Linked DNA regions of Mus musculus: region 1 is linked to region 2. The links are chromatin contacts, called in public promoter capture Hi-C maps. All regions are on one chromosome and are shown on one strand. The core of a region is the stretch at or near the end of the contact, and the rest is flanking DNA. Distances in the headings are between cores, read along the strand shown. Region 1 overlaps Gna14 (guanine nucleotide binding protein, alpha 14). Region 2 holds the start of C130060C02Rik (RIKEN cDNA C130060C02 gene).

What was found. Promoter capture Hi-C pulls out the DNA fragments that hold promoters and counts their contacts.
Region 1: a promoter capture Hi-C map of embryonic stem cells shows a contact between it and region 2, with 2.6 times the contacts expected there. A contact is called at or near these places in 9 of 39 promoter capture datasets (the 3T3-L1 cell line, the HPC-7 cell line, cranial neural crest and 5 more), 1 of 130 datasets of targeted methods (bone marrow-derived macrophages) and 2 of 9 other capture datasets (adipose tissue and macrophages).

Annotation. Positions count from the first base shown.
Region 1 is chr19:16,458,200-16,461,066 of GRCm38.p6, reverse strand. All of the region lies in intron 1 of Gna14 (guanine nucleotide binding protein, alpha 14), which reads right to left. Among named protein-coding and RNA genes, the nearest start is that of Gna14, 24 kb to the right of the region's middle.
Region 2 is chr19:15,983,629-15,986,328 of GRCm38.p6, reverse strand. C130060C02Rik (RIKEN cDNA C130060C02 gene) reads right to left here and starts at 1,254. Exons shown (of 3, transcript NR_045355.1): 1 at 1,037-1,254. Cep78 (centrosomal protein 78) reads left to right here and starts at 1,340. Exons shown (of 15, transcript NM_198019.2): 1 at 1,340-1,716. The coding sequence starts at 1,449.

The DNA.
Region 1 (2,867 bases), core at 272-2,771, 470 kb before region 2:
GTGAGCTATTGAGCATTAACACATGGGTCTGCGCTCAGATGTGCTGCCAGTGTAAAGCACACGGCAGGGAGAAGGGGTCGCAAGAACTCCCTGCACTCGGCTCCACACTAAGTATGTCGGGGTCAGCTCCTTAATCTTCCTTTACTTTGATTTTCTCCTGAGCAGTAACTTGTAAGGACTGAATCAATTATTAAAACTGTTACAAAGCGATCCTGCACTGCATCGGTACTATACATGTTCAGTACCATTGCTCTTGTTCAGCTCTCATAAATTGAAGACTCAGGAATGACAGGTCATCTCGGTCCTTGAGACATTTGCATTGATAGGTAGTTCTAAAATCACAAGTTACTAGTCTGACTAGGGAATTCGCTTTTTTCTCCCGGGAACCTGTTCTGATGCGGTGAGAGCGGTGAGCCTCTAGAGACTTGAGTCCCATGAGAAATTCAAACACTTACTGAGCCAGGCAGGAAGAAGGACTTGAGGCTTTGCCACTGATCAATCACCACAAACAGCAACCTGATCCTGTTTCCTCTGGTGTACTGGATGGAGGCAAGAGTCAGGATCAACTTGAATGAGCTTCGGGCTATCACTGGAGAGTTACCATGGAAACTCAGGACAACCTTAACAAAGACTGAATCTCCTCTCCTCGATTTACTGATGCGAACTGGATCTCTTGATTTACCAAAGGTACTACTGCAAATTAGAAGCCATGCTGGGATTTCTAACCAAAGAGTTCTGGCAACTCAGGCACAGAGCTTAGGGGAGACCTAACTCTTTCAGGGATTGGAGGTTAAAGGCTAAAGAAAAAGCAATCCATTCAGCAAATAATGCAGCGTTGACAAAAGGGACGTTCCGAATACTGGAAGATAGATACAGGAGCTATCAATAGCTCTAACAGCCCCAGTGACCCTCAGCGCATAATCAACACATTCTGAGTTTCCCACTCATTATAATTTAGGAGGAAGACTTCTGCTTTGGCCAACATGATTCTCCTTCCAGAGGAAAATGACTTCAGAGAAGTTTCAAGATGAAAACCTTGAACAAAAAAAAAAAAAAAAAAAAACCCAAACAGCAACAACAACAAAAACAAACACTGTGGAGATGATAAGTGTTTGGACATTTTATGGTTGGTATCAAGATATAATCACATTGTCCATAGAATTAACTATTCCAGTAGCAAATTCAAATTACTTTGTGAGTGGTAATTTCACAATATCTGTTGAGATAAGTGTGCATACATGTGCAATCTTGGGTGCACATACAGAATCAGCCTTACTGGGCTGTGCTGTACTAAAAGCTATGATCTTTGGTGTCTCATTCTGGTGCGCCGTATCACAAACCAAGGTCTCTTCCTCGTTCCTTCTGCCTGCTCATCTCCTAATAGAAACACATTAAACTATAAGCGAGGGAGAGGGAGAAAGACTTCCTAGTTGAATGGCAACCTGAATGTAGCCAGGGGAAGTTTAAGCAGTTTTCTCATACATGAACTATCTTCAACTCCATCTGCACATGAAAGGCAGATGGAACCCCGGGAAGGAGTGAGTCAGTTGGCTTTTTAGAACGAAGAGCATTTGAATGTAAATCTTGCTGGTGGTAAAGCTTCCTGAAGGCTTGTGTTTTGTGATAAAGGCTTTGGGGCTGGAGGTGCAGCCTGGGAGAGAAGTGCTTGGGTACCCAGACAAGGTTTTAGATGTCCACCGCTGGGCTTACCCTTGTTCTTTAATTCACTCTTAAATAGCTTAAAAGCCTGGCGAAAGGACAGAACCTTATAGATACAGAGAACATTGGACTGAAGAAGAGTTTAAACACAGGACACTGAAAGTAGAATACAGGATGGCCATTCCTAAAACAAAAACCCCAAATCAAAACTGCTTCAAAACGGGGATTGTGGAGATGGCAGTTAAGAAGACAGGCCGTGTGTGTGTGTGTGTGTGTGTGTGTGTGTGTGTGTGTGTGTGTATGTGTGTGTGTGTGTGTGTGTGTACGTACGTACATATACATATACACCCAAGATACAGTCCACAGTCCTCAGAACTCAAAAAGGTCAACAAGTTGAAGTGCCCAAGAGAGAGGATGCCTCAGCCCCACTTGGGAGAGAGAAAAAAACAACCACAAGTAGGGAGGAGGGAGAGACCAGGAAGGGAGGGAGGGACCTGGGAGGGAAAGTGGAGGGGAGGTGGGGAGAGTTAGTGGGGGGGGGGGGGGAAGAGGGGTTCCTGATATGGTATTGGGTGAGAGATAAGGACTGAAGCCCTGAGGGCCAGCAGAAAGAATGTATACAGGCAACCTCTAGAGATAGGAGGTTGGGGAGACCCTCCAGAATGCACCAGAGACCTGGGAGGTGAGAGACTCTCAGGACTCAAAGGGAGGAACCTTAGATGAAGGGCCTGACAGTAGGGAGAGGGAACTTACAGAGCCTACCTCCAGCAGGAAGACAGGATATCAAGTGAGGGAGGGGCTTGCCATCCCACAGTCAAAACTCTCACCCACAATTGTTCCTGTCTGAAAGAACTGCAGGGATAGAAATGGAGAGGAGCCTGAGGAAAAGAATGTCCAGTGACAGGCCCAAAGTGGGATCCAGCTCAAGGGGAGGTCCCAAGGCCTGACACTATTACTGAGGCTATGGAGTACTCACAAAAAGGGACCTAGCGTGACCGAACTACGGAAGAACCAACAAGCAGCTGAAAGGATCAGATGCAGATATTTGCACCCAACCAATGGACAGAAGCAGCTGACCCCTGTTGTTGAATTAGGGAAGGCTGAAAGAAGCTGAGGAGAAGGGTGATCCTGTAGGAGGACCAGCAGTCTCAATTAATCTGGACCCCCCAAGATCTTTCAAACACTGGACCACCAAACAGGCAGCATAC
Region 2 (2,700 bases), core at 5-2,504:
ACAACAAACTTATGTTTTAAAAGAAGTGAATGAGGACACAAAAGACTTAACTGTGGACATTTAGCCTGTCATTCATAATGTCTCTTGAATATAGTATGCCTTATAAACAGAAAATCAAACTCATACCTCAGGAATTTATAAATGTGCTTTAAAGTATTTCAGAGAAATGGCTTAGCACTTAGGTGCACTTAACTGCCCTTCCAGAGGACTGGGTTCCATTCCCAGCACCTATGGTGGGTGGGTCACAAATGTCTCAAATGCCTATAACTTCAGGTCCAAGGCATCTGACGCCCCTTTCTGATATCCCTAAGCACTGTGTACACGTGTCACTCACACACACACACACACACACTGAATAAAAATATAAGCAAATCTTTTACAAATGTAACTGAAATGGTGGCTAGAGACAGCTCTTCTTTCAGAGGCTCTGAGTCTGGTTCCCAGCACCTACACTGACTGGCTCACTACCACCTGTAACACCAGTTCCAGAGGATCTGATGCCTTCTTCTGGTCACTCTGGACACTTGCACACAGATAGCATACAGGCACGTACCCATAAATAAATCCTTAAAAAGAATAAAACAGACTGATGTATTTATTACCCAGAGTTCACTTTGTTTCTGCTCAAAGTAATTCATTTTAATGCATAACTAAATAACATGACATAGGGAATAAAATAGCTCAACTTAACCACTGCTGAGTGAATCCCAAGTTCACTTTCCATAGCTATTATGCTCAATGTTACTAACTCTGTTAAAATCATTAATAATAAAACCGTAATGAAATTATGGTCTCTCTGTGATACAGGAGTCGTCTTCGAGTTTATTTAGAGTACTAACATTGAAAACTAGTAAGAGTTCGAGGCCAACCTAGTCTACAAAGTGAGTTCCAGGACAGCCAGGACTGTTATACAGAGAAACGTTGTCTCAAACAACACATAGAGAGATAGAGAGGGAGAGAAATATCCACCATCAATGGAGGATACTAAGCTAAACTCTAGCTTTGCCTAACCCAAAGAAGAGAGGAAGGAAGCCACCTGGTTTGCATACGTGTTGGGAAATTCTTCTTGTGACTTCTCTCGGTGAGGAAGCATAAACAGTTGAGCGCTTCTAACAGTCTTCTCGAGGCTAAACCCGCTTCTCAGTTCTCAGGTCAAGCCCGGTTCTCAGGTCGTCACTCCATTGCACCTCACTTTTGGTACCCAGAGGCGCGCTCACTGCAGAGCATCTACTCGCCTCCAGCTGATGGCGCGTTGGACGTAGCGAGCCCGGGTGGGCGTGGCCCGCGCTCTGACGCACAGCGAGCGCGCCGACGCATGCGCACGTCGCCCGCGGGAGCTCGCCGGTGACTAGAACGGCGGCGGCGGCTCCCAGAGCGGGCGCTAACCGCCCGAGGCGTGGCGGGAGGCGGCGCGGGGCGGCTGGTGGAGGTCCCCGGGGTTGCCGGTCATGATCGACTCGGTGAAGCTCCGGCGCGACTGCGCGGCCGACTTCTTCTCGCACTACGAGTACCTGTGCGCGCTGCAGGACTCCGTGCCGCTGCCCGCCGTGCGCGCCTGCCTGCGGGACGGCGTGCTGGACTTCAATGCCGACCGGCTGCGCGCGGTGGACTGGGCACCGCTGCTCAGCACGCTCAGGGTGAACCGCGACCTGCCGCTGGTGGCCATCAAGAGCTCCTTCCAGCCGTGGCTCGGGGAAACAGTTCTGCGGTCCGGAGGTGCGAGGGTTTGGTCGGAGAAGTGGGAGCCCGGTGCAGGATCAGCCTGCGAAGCGGCCTCCACCTAGCCACAAAGGAGTTTTTGCCGCCGCCTCCCTTGCAGGTTGCCGCCTCGGTCCGTTGTCTGGAGTAGTCAAGCTAGGGAGTAGAACTCGACACTGCCCCTTATTACAGCGAGGATGACCAACTCTGCACCCCGAGGGGAATATGCGTGATAATTTAGCAAATGGTCCCTGCCCTCTCTTCTTTTAGGGGTTTAAATGTACAATCTCCCTTCATTCGTAATTGCAAGTTTAATACAGAAAAGGAGAAGGTTAAAGATGGAAAGAAAAAAATGTATAACAAAAAAATAATCAGGGACGTCTTTTTTGATTTTTAGAAAAATATTTGAGGGTTTTGCCTTCGCGTGTGTATGTGCACTATGTGTGTGCAGTGCCTGCGGAGTACAGAAAAGGGGGTAAGAGGTCGGAGTCCATATGTGAACCACCATATGGATGCTGGGAACCGAACTCGCATCCTTTGCAAGAGCAGCAAGTATGTCCAACCATTGAGCCATCTCTCCAGCCCAAGGGACTATTATTATTTGTTTCTTTTATTTATTTATTTATTTATTTATTTATTTATTTATTTATTTATTTATTTATTTATTTGAGAGACAGGGTTTCTCTGTGTAGCCCTGGCTATCTTGGAACTCACTCTGTAGACCAGGCTGGCCTTGAACTCAGAGTCTGGCCTGCCTCTGCCTCTCGAGTGCTGGGATTGAAGGCGTGCGCCACCACTGCCCGACTGGAACTATTATTTTTGACGAACCCGTTGTAAAACAGTTGACTCTGGTTATTTGCAGATAACGTATTTACAAGTTCCTTTCATTTGAATTTTTGTAACTCCCAGCCAAGTCTTTGTGGTGCTTCTATGGTCATTCATGAACACCCGCCCAGAAGCCAAAAAAAAAAAATTACCATCCAATATATATGTTCCTTACTG